Linked DNA regions of Sus scrofa: region 1 is linked to region 2. Evidence: chromatin contacts called from public Hi-C data. All regions are on one chromosome and are shown on one strand. The core of a region is the stretch at or near the end of the contact, and the rest is flanking DNA. Distances in the headings are between cores, read along the strand shown. Region 1 has its middle 88 kb from the start of WDR75. Region 2 has its middle 47 kb from the start of COL3A1.

Region 1 (6,116 bases), core at 1,483-3,982, 290 kb before region 2:
CTCCCTCTTTCTTCTTATATACTTCTCTAATAAATTATCATCCTACTCCTCCTATTGTTATTTCTCATGTCTCCTGTGCAAAATCTTAAATATTGGTGATTTCCAGAGCTCTGTTCCTGGTCCTATGCCCTTCTCACTATATTTTCTCTTCCATACCACCCTATTTCAACCTACCATATTCTGTCTTTCTGGCACCATTTATGTTCTGAAGACTCCCAAATCCATTATCTCTAGTCTAGACCTCTTCAAAAAGCTTCAGATCTTTATGTACAGCTGCCTGACAGAAAGCCTGCCTGTCCATCCACAAATAGCCTTGCTCCACTAATACCGCAGTGCTTGCATTTTCTGGCTCTCATTGTGCTCCATACCTCTCTATTCCACAATCTTGCCTCTATTTGGAGTGTTTCACTTCTTATTCATTTTCTTCATGTAGTTGTAGTTAATGCTTAACTCATTTCTAATGTCTAATTTTTAAAAACCACTTATTTCAAATATCTCAGTTTATGTGTCATAGTTGAAACAACTGTTTTAGTTCCATGTTTCTTATGAGAAATATTTCTGCCTGCTGCTCCTTTCATATTTCTCTTGTTCATACCTTTATTTTATTCATACCATAATTCTAATGCTTGACTGTCATCATTGTTTTACTTTTATCCCTTACTAAATTCTTTGGTAGTCTCCAAAGATGGGTGCATCAATACCTCACCTGCCTCTACATGTATGCTGTTTTTCACAATAAGAAATGAAGTTTATTTTCCCTCCTCTTGGAAATGGGCTGTACTTTTGACTTGCTTTAACTAATACAATGTGGCAAAAGTGACATTCAGGCATGTTCTAGTCCAGGCCTTCAGGGCCTTTGTATCATCGTTAAGGGGCCTGCAGTTTCCTTGTCCTTGCCTTTTGGAGCCTAGTTGCCATGCTTTCAAGATGTTCACTCTAGACTTAATGATTGAAGGCCATGTGGATAGATACCCTGTAGGATGAGAGATATTGATTTTATTTTATTTTGGTCTTTTTGCCTTTTCTAGGGCTGCTCCCACGGCATATGGGAGTTCCCAGGCTAGGGGTCCAATCAGAGCTGTAGCTGCTGCTTACACCAGAGCCACAGCAACGTGGGATCCGAACCGTGTCTGCAACCTACACCACAGCTCACGGCAACGCCAGATCCTTAACTCACTGAGCAAGGCCATGGATCGAACCTGCAACCTCATGGTTCCTAGTCCGATTCGTTAACCACTGAGCCATGATGGGAACTCCAATTGAAGGTATTTAAAGTGTACATTGCGGTGATTTGATACACATATATATTGTGAAAGGATTCCCCCATCCGTATAGCTAATTAACACACGTGTCACCTCACGTTCATCTTTTTTGGTGAGAACATTTAAGTTCTACTCTCTTAGCAAATTTTAATTATACAATAAAGTTTTATCAATCTTATAGCTGAAAGTTTGTGCCATCTTACCAATCTAATTGTTACACATTAGATTCACCATGTAGCTGAAAGTTTGTACCCTTTTACCAACGTCTCCCTATTTCCCCCATCCACCAGCCCCTGATGACCACTTTTCTGTTCTATGTTTCTATGAGTTTAATCCTTTATTTTTAAAGATTCCACATACAAGCATACCATGGAGTATTTGTCTTTTTCTGTCTGGCTTATATCTCTTAGCATAATGCCTGTAAGATCCTTCCATGTTTTAGCAAATGGCAGGATTCCTGTCTTTCTCATGGCTGAATAATATTCCACTCTGTGTGTGTGTATATCTGGTTATCTATCTATCTATGTATCTATGTATCTATCTATCTATCCCACATGTTCTTATCCACTCATCCATTGAGTTGTTTACATATTTTGGTTATTGTGAATAATGCTGCAATGAAGATGGGAGGGCAGATATACTGTTGGTATCCTTTGTTCATTTCCTTTAGAAATTTCTACTTTTAGGCTTACTCTTCCAATTTTTAAATGTTGTCAACTAACTGAAAAAAGTCTAAAATGCTATGTAAGTCAAACTGAACATGTGTTTGGGCTGGACCCAGTTTGCCACATCTGTGTAGAGTCTGATCCACAACAGAATCAAGGGAGGGATGAGTGTGGATCTGGGAGAAGAACTGCCTTTTCAAAGGAAGCATGTGTGTGGGAAATGCCAAGAGTAAAGGAGAGATGAAGGACTGAACTAGGGAGTGGAGCAGCGATGAGTCACTTAAGGAGTCAAGAGAGATCAGGTCGCCCTCCATTAACATGCCTATTAAATGAAGGAATAACACTTATTGGGATAATGCTAAAACATTTTATAATATTATGCCTTCTTTCATGTTCATATCATCATATTGTCAGGAAACAAACCAATAAGACCATGTATGGATTTTGGATGCTATTTAGAACTAGGTGGTTTATTGTTTGGTACTTTGGGGAGAAAAGAAGAGAAAGTGGAGGAGCCAGCTAAGAGTAGAGAATAGGCCTTGGAGGTGAAGACTGCTAATCTGTAAATGAGCGAAGTACAGTTAAATTAAAAGAGTATGTAGAGAAAAGAGCTCAGGAGTATTGTTCAATACTTAGAATGGAAAGCGAGAACTGGGGTTAGACAAAAGTGGAGAATAGCCAGGAATCAAGTCCTGGTGGGCTGGGAGGTGACTTGGCAGTTTTGGTCAAAGTGGAAGCCAAGGTGAGATACTGAACTGGGTGGCCAAGATCAGAGCCAGAACTATTGAATACGGAGCCAGGGATCTGGAGGCAGTTTGGAAGGATATGCAGGGGGGGCTATGCCAAGAATATATACCCTCTGGTTTGGAGTTTTCAAATGGGAAAATTGCTGAGTTCACAATAGATATTATGTAACATAGTGATTCTTCTTAGGCCAGTCTTTATGTTAACATCGAATTAAGAGTTAAACAAATTTAAAATCTGGAATTTGGTTTAAAAAGATGAAAACATCCAAACATATCATCTTTCCAACAAATGTTTTTTAAACAGATATTTTAGCCAAGTTGCCTAAGAACAACAGTTGACGAGAACTGCACGTCTTCAAACACTGTCTACTGCAGAATGGAAACAGGAACCTCTGGGAATATCTATGAGTCATAAAATGTTGTAGGAACTTTCCAAAGATGCTTTTTTTTGTTAGGATGGAGAGTTCTAATCTCACATTGGCAGGCTTTCTTGGCGACAAGGTACATTGTTTACTTTGATTCCTTCTCAGCTGTCCTGCATGACCTTGGTTCATCAAGTTTTTGATATATTGGAGCAGAAGAGTTGCATAATATGATGAGATTGTAACCCCTTCTGCTCTTCTAGTCTCTTAAAATAGATAAAAATCATGATTCTAATCTAAGCTTTCTCTGTATGTTCAATTTTTTGAAGAAAGTATTTAGATTACTCCCATAATTTTGAAAGCTTATAGTACTGATAATTGGAGACATATGGTTTATTTAATTAAAAGAGGGATGTCAAAAAACATTTCATAATGCTGCCAGAAAGGATTATTTCTGTGTGTGCATGTTTGCATGAGGGGGTTATTTAGTATAGTTTAAATACTGATATTTCAGTTTGGCAAAATACAGACACAAATGCATATATCATAAACATAGTTATCAATGTGAAGCACTGACCAGAAAGTAGGCCAGAAAAAAAGAGTACCTAAGCCTTAATCCATAAATTAATCCTGAATCCAGATTCTTTGATATTTAATGGAATGTGAATAATTTCTAAATTGATTTATTGTTTAGACTTTTTTCCTATCTTTATTTAATTCTTAAAATAGAGGTGTACTTTACTTAACATGTGAAAATCTTAAGTGTACAGTTCAGAAGTTTTTCAACTTTGTGTAATCATCACCCAAATCAACATACAGAACATTTCCATCACCCAGAAAGCTTCCCTGTGCTCCTTCCTAGTCTTTTTCCTACCTCTTCCAAATACCAGATAGTGTAGATTAGCTTTGCATGTTCTTGTACTTCAAATAAATTGAATTATATAGTGTGTACTCTCTTGGCTTTGGTGTCTTTGACCCAACTTGTTTTGAAGATTCATACACATTGTTGTGTATATCAATTGTTCATTCCTTTTAGTTGCTAAGCAGCATCCATCATGTAAGTGTACCACTGTTTTTTTTTTTTATATTATTTCTCAAATACGTTATTTTTTTCTACTATACAGCATGGTGGCCCAGTTATACATACATGTATACATTCTTTTTTCTCACATTATCATGCTCCATCATAAGTGACTAGATATAGTTCCCAGTGCTATACAGCAGGATCTCATTGCTAATCCATTCCAAAGGCAATAGTTTGCATCTATTAACCCCAAGCTCCCAAACCATCCCACTCCCTCCTCCTCCCCCTTGGCAACCACAGTCTATTCTCCAAGTCCATGAATAGACATTTCTCCAAGGAAGATATACAGATGGCCAACAGGCACATGAAAAAATGCTCAACATCACCACTGTTTGTTTTATTCTCTTCATGATAGGTTTGCATTGTTTCAGATTTTGGCTATTATAAATAAGGGTGGTAAAACATTCATGTGATTGTCATTTTGTGGATATGTTTTTATTTTTATTTTTATTTTTGTCTTTTTTTTTTTTTTTGTCTTTTGAGGCCCTCACCTGTGGCATACGGAGGTTCTCAGCCTAGGGGTCTAATCAGAGCTGTTGCCACCAGCCTACGCCAGAGCCACAGCAACGCCAGATCCGAGTCATGTCTGTGACGTACACCACAGCTCACGGCAACACTGGATCCTTAACCCACTGAGTGAGGCCAGAGATTGAACCTGCAACCTCATGGTTCCTAGTCAGATTCGTTTACACTGCGCCATCATGGGAACTCCTGTATATGTGTTTACATCTTGGGTAATATCTAGATGTGGGGGTCACTGCATCATAGGACTTTGGCAAGTTGTTTGGCAATTTCTTATAATGTGGCTGTATGATGTTACAATCTTATCAGCAGTGCATGGAGTTTCAAATGTCCTACATCTTTGTCATCTTTTGGTATTATTAGTCTTTTTGATTTTAACTACTTGAGTGGGATTAAAACATCACATTGTGACTTTTATTTGAGTTTCTCTGATTACTAATGATATGAAGAACTTTTTGTGTGTTTTATTGACCATTTATATATCTTCCTTTATGAGGTGTACCTTCAGTTCCTTTACTCATTTTTTTCTCTCTCTCTCTTATATATATGTAATATAATGTAAAGTCCATTATATTACATATATATATATTCATTATATAATGTAATGGCATTTACATGTCTATATGAATATATATATTAATATTTATACATACATACTTTTTTGGTCAAAAATTCTCTTTATATTATGTAAGTCCTTTATCAGATAAATGTTTTCTGAACATTTTCTCCTAGTTTGTGTCTTGTCTATTCATTTCTTTTTATTTATTGAGAAATTATTCACATAGCAGAAAATTCATCTTTTTAAATTAAATTATACTAAATTATATATATATATATAATATAATTTAGTATATAATTATATATATATATAATTTAGTATATAATTATACTAAAATTATACTTTTTAGTATAGTCACAAGGTTCTGCAACCATCAGCAATATATTATTCTAGAGCATTTTGGTAACCTCCTTATCATTAGCATTCATTCCGCATTTTCCCTCTATTCCTCCAGACCCTGGCAACTGCTAATACACTTTCTGTCTCTGTGGATTTGCCTATTCTAAACAGACAATATAAATGGAATCATACAATCTGGCCTTTTGTGTGTGCCTTCTTATCAGTTTTTTTTTTTTTTTTTTTACTTTTTGGGTGTTATAAATAATACTTCTATGAGCATTTATGTATAAGTTTTTATCTAAACTTATGTCTTCAGTTCTCTTGAGTGTATTCCTACTATGGACTGAATGTTTGTGTTCTCCCAACATTCATATGTTGGAATCCTAATCCTCAGTATAATGGCATTTAGAGATGGGGCCTTTGGAAGGTGATTGGTTCATGAGGGTGGAACCCTTCTTATAAGGGATTAATGTCTTTGTAAGAAGAGACATGAGAGAGCATGCTTCCTGTCTCTGCTCCTGGCCAGGAAAGGATACAGAAAAAAGGTGGCTATCTCCAAGGCAGGAAGTGAATCCTC
Region 2 (6,347 bases), core at 2,964-5,463:
ATGTTGTTGTAACCATTTTAACTTTTAGTGGGTAAAACAGACCAACACACCAACTGAATTGAATGCATGGTGATAACTGATCTAAATGGAGTATGCACGGTGGTATCATAGATGTATGCCCTCTAAACAAGGCTGGGGTTTGGAGAGGAGAAGGAGCAAAGATAACTAGCTGGAAAATGCTTCTCAATGAGTTTTAAGGGATAAAGATGGTGTCTTGAGAAATGAAGTCATACCAGATAAAAAAGAACAGCATAACAAGGCATGTGGTTCTTAAAAGATGTGGCTTGTTTGGGCAACCCCAAATGGGCCAGCATGGCAGTCAATTGCATACAAGGGATTGTTGGAAGATAAAGTAGAAAGCTTTACCATGAAGGTACATCAAGCTAAAGAGAATGAAAATTATTCTGAAATTTTTTTCTCTTTTTTTAGCTCTTATTTTTGGTTCTCAGCTAGAGGGTGTAACCATACTCTCTAGGGGGGCCTTGTAAATGCCTGAGGAAGGTGTTTGTCATTAAAAAATTGGGAAATATGCTAGGCTTTTTGTGGATGGGCCAAAGATGTTGAATATCTTGCATGTAGGCTAATACCTTAGAACAAAATCTAAAGTATCAGTAGCATTCCCACTGTGGCACAGTGGGCTAAGAGTACCACTGCAGTGGCTCAGGTCACTATGGAGGTGCTGATTGGTTTCCAGGCCTTGGGTAGTGGGTTAAAGAATCCTGTGTTGCTATAGCTTCAACATAGTTTGCATCTGTGGTTCAGATTTAATCACTGGCCCAGGAACTTCCATATGCAGTGGGCACAGCCATTAAATAAATTAGTTAATAAAGTTAATTAAATGGCAATAAAACTTTTACTGCAAAATACTGAAGTGTTTTAGGCAAGTAAAACACATGTAGTGATTGCATCTTGGAAAGATCACCTCAGCATCAGTCCTCAGGGAGAACTTTTTAACGGGGAACTGCCAACAGAGAGACTAGTTAAAACAATTTTGGAGGAAAAGAAACGGAATGAGAAGTCAATACCACTGAGGATAGAGAAAGAGAGAGGGACTTGAGAGATAATTAAAAAATAGAATCAACATAATCTTGTTAAAGAGTGGGATGGTAAGGAAGTGAGAAATTTAGGATTATTCTCCAGTTTCTCACTTTTTAGGTAGCTGAATGGAAGATGACGACATTTACAGTATGGGAGATAGAGAACAAAATAGTCTGAGGTTGTAATTGATGTATTTGTGGAGCATCTCTCAGGGGATAAGTTGGGGAGTAGACCTAAAAATATGAGAGCCATCACATCGAGAAGCTATTAGAGCTTGGGGTGGGAATGAGGTCACTCAAGAAGGATGTCAAAGGAGAGCAGTGAGCCAGAACAGATCACCCAGAAACACCAATATTTAGGGGAAAAGAGAGAAAGAGGAAAATCATGTTCCTATTATTAGGAATATTATTTTTCAGTTATAGGATCCTGAACCTTGGTTGCTAAATGTAACCGTGAACTTTGGAAAAGATTGACTGAAGCCTCCTTTGATGCAAGAATGCAGTTCTTATTCTCATTTTTACACTAAACTCAAGAAGATCAAGAGAAGGAAATATGAAGAAAGATGAAAATTCTGGTTGAAAATAAATCTGAGCAAAGATACCAATGAGAATGTTATATATAATAAGAAACCCTAAAGATAAAATTTTACTAATTGAGCATGATCCTATATAACTTGTACTTTTAATTCTCTGCTGGATTTTATTTTGATACCACCAATACACATAAATGGTACTTAATTCACATTGATTCCTTACCATGAGACTATCATCCAAGTTAAACCAAAAACATGAAGATTACATTCATTTTTATCTAGGAACTTAAATTTCACATTTTAAGGAGGGCATACCAAAAACCTATGCATATAAACAACGACGGTTAATTCCATTAATATTAGAAGAGTTTGGGCTATGCCCACATGAGGTAAAAAAAACGTGGATCAAAGTGTAAATAAATAGAGGAAGGTAGATCTGCATTGTGAACAATTTTCCCACCAGCTGGAACTGTTATGAGATTGATCTTATAATGAAAGGCAGCTGGGGATAAAGAACGACCACATCTGTTAGTCACTTTAATGAGAAAAATGCAACAGAAATTGAGGACAGCTGTAGTCAAAATGTAAGCCCTAAAGATTCAGATAGGAAGCTGCTGTCCAAGTCCCTCCCTGAAACATCAGACACGTTTCTTTGCAGAATTAATGCTGTTTTCTGTGGATTCTTGCAGGCAGTGGCAGTCTTTGCGCCTTCAAATCTGTGCTCCTGCTGCCTCCATGGGGGACAGTTTCCAGGTGGTTTAAATTCAAGGTGAAATTTGAAAATCAGATCCAAATTGTTTTTATCAAAATCACAAATGATAACCCTCATTCTGTTTAGTTTCCTCTATGCCCTCATAACTCTTGAGTTAATCCCAACCTTAGCCCTCAAAATTAAAGCCTCCTTTTCCTAAACCATTGAAAACTCCAGGATGCCAACCAGACTCTGTGATGCTTTCTTCCTTCTCATCACAGTCACATCATGCTGTCCTTTTGCCCTTTTCTTTGGAAGTTCTGCTCCCTAATAATTTCATTCTGGAGCCAGATGATTTCATCGACCATCTGTATAAGGATACTTTCCAAATCTACTTAGCCGCCCCTGACCTGGTATTCTCCAATCAGTCACACATTTTATCATGTTGAACCACCCTTCCAAATGAATCACTGTCATGGTGAACTGCCACGTAGAAAGCTCTGCGGAAGACTGAAGTTGCGCAACTTTCCACTGAGTTCTTCTGTGTTAAATAGAAACATCTCCTGCATGACTTCTGATGTCCTCCTTTTGCTGTCCCCATTTTCCCCTCTTAACCTAATTTCCTCAGTAAGTATGTCTACACCCTGTGACTCTTCCCTCGGTCTAGTCTTTGAAAAAAAAAAAAAAAAAAAAAGTTCTCTGTGTCCTTGCCAAGTCTCTTTAGTCTCATCCTTTTCTTCCCTAAAATGAAGACTCATCCTTCTTTATCCTGCAACAGGTTCATTATAGAAGAATGTATTCATTCTTTATTGCCTATAAACCTGATTCTGTTTCACTATACTTCCCTTGAACTTGTGCTCCCCTTGAGCAACAGCCTGCCAATATTTAATATCATTCTTTTGATGGATCTCCATGAAATGTAGATTAGAAAAAAAAAAGACAAAAATCTGTCACCTTGCTATTCTAAGCTCTTTGGTGCAGACTCTAACACCACTACATGAAACCCATGCTTCAGCTGAAACTGGGCTAATATAAATTGCCAAATATACTTCACATAACCTTTCCTGAATGCCTCCAAAGAGGCATGATGGTTCCATTCTTGTGCCTCTCTAAGTGACTTATATCATTCTTTCTTTCTTTGTTTTGGCGACATCCATGGCATGCAGAAGTTCCCGGGACAGGGATGGAACTTGAGCCACAAATCCCCACCTGCTAGGCCACCAGGGAACTCCTTTCTAACTTTCTAATACAACTTATTACTTTGAGTCCTGTGACATGTTGGTTTCTAAATTTTGTGGAATCTCGTTCTATTGCTCAAATCTTTTTGAGCATGTAGTTCTGAGCTTTGCATTAATAATTGCTCAATAATGTCGTTGAGTTGATATAAATAGATTTAGGTAGCCCGGATTTGTCACCATCCCATGACCGTGGAATAATCATTCCTGTTTCTAATTCTCCTTTTTTTTTTTTTTTTTGGTTTCTTACTCTAAAGTAGCTTTCATTTGCTCCAGTTTACCAAAATCATACTCCTTTACTGTACAACTCAAGTTTAATTTTCTTAAAGAAGAATGTTATGACAGTATAATCATCACTGGCCAATTCATTTTCTACTCTACTACCTAGATCTTGCACGGTTGACAGAGCACAATTTAGCACTTAATTGTTCATCTTGAAGGCTTTTGTACCATTTCATATGGGTTCAAATGATCTATTCTAGACAACACATTCCTAACAGAGAGGAATCATGTGTTATATTTCCCTAGAGTGTTTGGCGGAGTGTGAGAGTGGAATCGGAGCTTGTAGTAGATAATGTGTTGTTCCAGCCATGTTATCTCTTCAGAGCCAGAGTGTTGACCTATCAGCTCCTATTACGGAGGGCTCACGGCCATGTCCCTCACTGAAGATTCCTTCAGTTGCCAAGACTGCCTTACAGAAGTTTCCCCTACTCTCCATTCCTTCCAGGTTCTGGCCCAGAGTCAGCGAGTATCTGAGTGAAGGATACACAGACCCATCCTTCTTACTGTGAATTACAACAATTCAGAAAGGCCATCTTGGCGCCAGAGCTTCTTGGAGGATTGCCAGAAGCCTCCGTGTCAACTGCATGTGGGTCATCTTCTCTTTCTGTCCAAGCTTGGCTTTCAGTATCTCCTGAGCTGATGCCCAATAAATCTTCCATACATAAGTCGCCATCGTAGAGTATGTTTCCAGGGAACCTAATCTAAGACAGAAGTTAAATATTTTAATTTTTTTCTCCCTTTTATTTAATTGTGAAATGTCTCATTTTCAAAATTCCAACAAACATATAGTTGCTTTCCCATTAACACTAAACTGGCATGAAATACAGTAATTCCCATTTATAACTTTTATGGACTACATAGGGTGGCCTTCTGTTAATAAATGTCATGACAAATGTGGTTAAAAAGATGTCAAGTCATTCTATGTATTTTAGTGAAAACACTCAGGAGTCTAAAGGGAAATACTTTTTGAACAAGATTTAAAGAGGTGAAAAGAAGAAGGGGAAGCAAAAATTATCAGACAAGAATTTGTTTAAAAAAATACTGGCTATGGATCTTAATCTTTTTTCCTTTATGGCATTGAGTCAAAAGTGATTCTTCGACAATTTCTGACAACTTTGGGTGTGGTAAAGTGGGAAACATACAATTTGGTGAGAGGTTTCATGTATGCTCTGTCACATGAAATATTTTCACCAATGTTGTATCAAGCTCACTTAGTGAGTTATGACTCAATGGAGAGTTATGTCTGAAAGGAAAATATTTTTCACAGTTTATGACTCACTTTTAAAAATAAAGACATTCCTCTAAGACAGAACTCAGACAAGTATAATTTTAGTATAAACTAGATAACAGTACAGTCACTTTGGTGTTATTTCTAACCTTGGTGCCATTCCTTTAATTTTTTTCTCTATATTTTTCCTAATTATTATCAAAATAAAAAATTCATGGATAAAAATGGTATTGTGTTAAATGAAATAAGCACTATACAGAATTGTACATGTGTTTTGTCAGAATTATGTCATATTCAAAGAAGACTTTAAAGAAGGGTTCACTGATGTGAGAAATAATTTTTGTCTTACTTATCTCCATTTTACAAAAATGTTATAATGACTGCAAAAATTTTACCCCCAAGACATAAAATAAATTTTACGAGTGAAATAATTTTTGCTTAGATACCAGTTTGAAGGTAAAGAGAGTTCTATTCCATTCTCCATCAAGAAAGAGATAAGGTGAGAACTGTGAATTAGAAGATTTAATTACATCAGTATTTGACATCTATATGTATAGGAAAATTAATATAAACTCACATGATCTTACTTTTTATTTTTTATTTTATTTTATTTTTTGCTGCACGTGCAGCATGCAAAAATCCCCAAGCCAGGTCAAACATTGCTACAGCAGTGACCCAAGCCACAGCAGTGACAGCACCAGATCGTTAACCCACTTAGCCACCAGGTAAATCCTTGAGCTCACTTTTTAAAATATGTAATTAGTGGCCTTGGAATACATCAATCTTAAGCTTCCTTATCCTCTAGATATGCTATAATTCTCAAATTTAAACCACATTTTTATTCACATAATGTCTAGGTCACTACAATTTCCTGATTTCCCATCATTTCTACTTCATCTCCTTATCTGCTTCTTTTTCACTTCTCCAACCTGTAAAATATTCAACTATCCCAGAGTTCAGTTCTTATGCAATTTCTCCTTTCTTTCAAAACTCAATCTTTTGATGATTGATCTATTTCCATGGATATAAAGTCTACACATATGCTAAAATTCCTAAATTTATTTCCCTAAATTGGACCTCTCTTCTGACCTCCAGATTTCTAACTTCCAACTCAGCAAGTCTACTTAGATGATTGATTCTTAGATGATAGATTCATTCTAAATTTAACGTGCCCAGTCTTGTTAAATCTTTTAGCACTTCAAAATCTTTTACCTTGACAGTCTCCTCCATCTCAGCTACTTGTGACTGTTCTTCCAGTTAATCAGGCCAAAACATTTGGATTCATGTTTGGCACCTCATTCTTTTAGACCGTATCTCCAATTTGTTAGCACTTTCCACTGC

The links. A called contact is a pair of places that touch in the nucleus more often than the background predicts.
Region 1: a contact with region 2 is called in a Hi-C map of skeletal muscle, with 11 times the contacts expected there. The contact joins two enhancer-like sites. A contact is called at or near these places in 4 of 47 Hi-C or Micro-C datasets (embryonic fibroblasts, heart right ventricle, skeletal muscle and 1 more) and 1 of 2 datasets of contacts at active chromatin or transcription factors (skeletal muscle).

Annotation. Positions count from the first base shown.
Region 1 is chr15:93,889,872-93,895,987 of Sscrofa11.1, reverse strand. It overlaps a transcript of COL5A2 not described here. Among named protein-coding and RNA genes, the nearest start is that of WDR75, 88 kb to the left of the region's middle. Within about 2 kb of position 2,732, at least 18 of the 83 cell types and tissues checked have an H3K27ac peak or open chromatin away from gene starts, as enhancers often do. A contact at or near this core is called in skeletal muscle, where this site is marked.
Region 2 is chr15:93,601,212-93,607,558 of Sscrofa11.1, reverse strand. No RefSeq gene overlaps it. Among named protein-coding and RNA genes, the nearest start is that of COL3A1, 47 kb to the right of the region's middle. Within about 2 kb of position 4,213, at least 13 of the 83 cell types and tissues checked have an H3K27ac peak or open chromatin away from gene starts, as enhancers often do. A contact at or near this core is called in skeletal muscle, where this site is marked.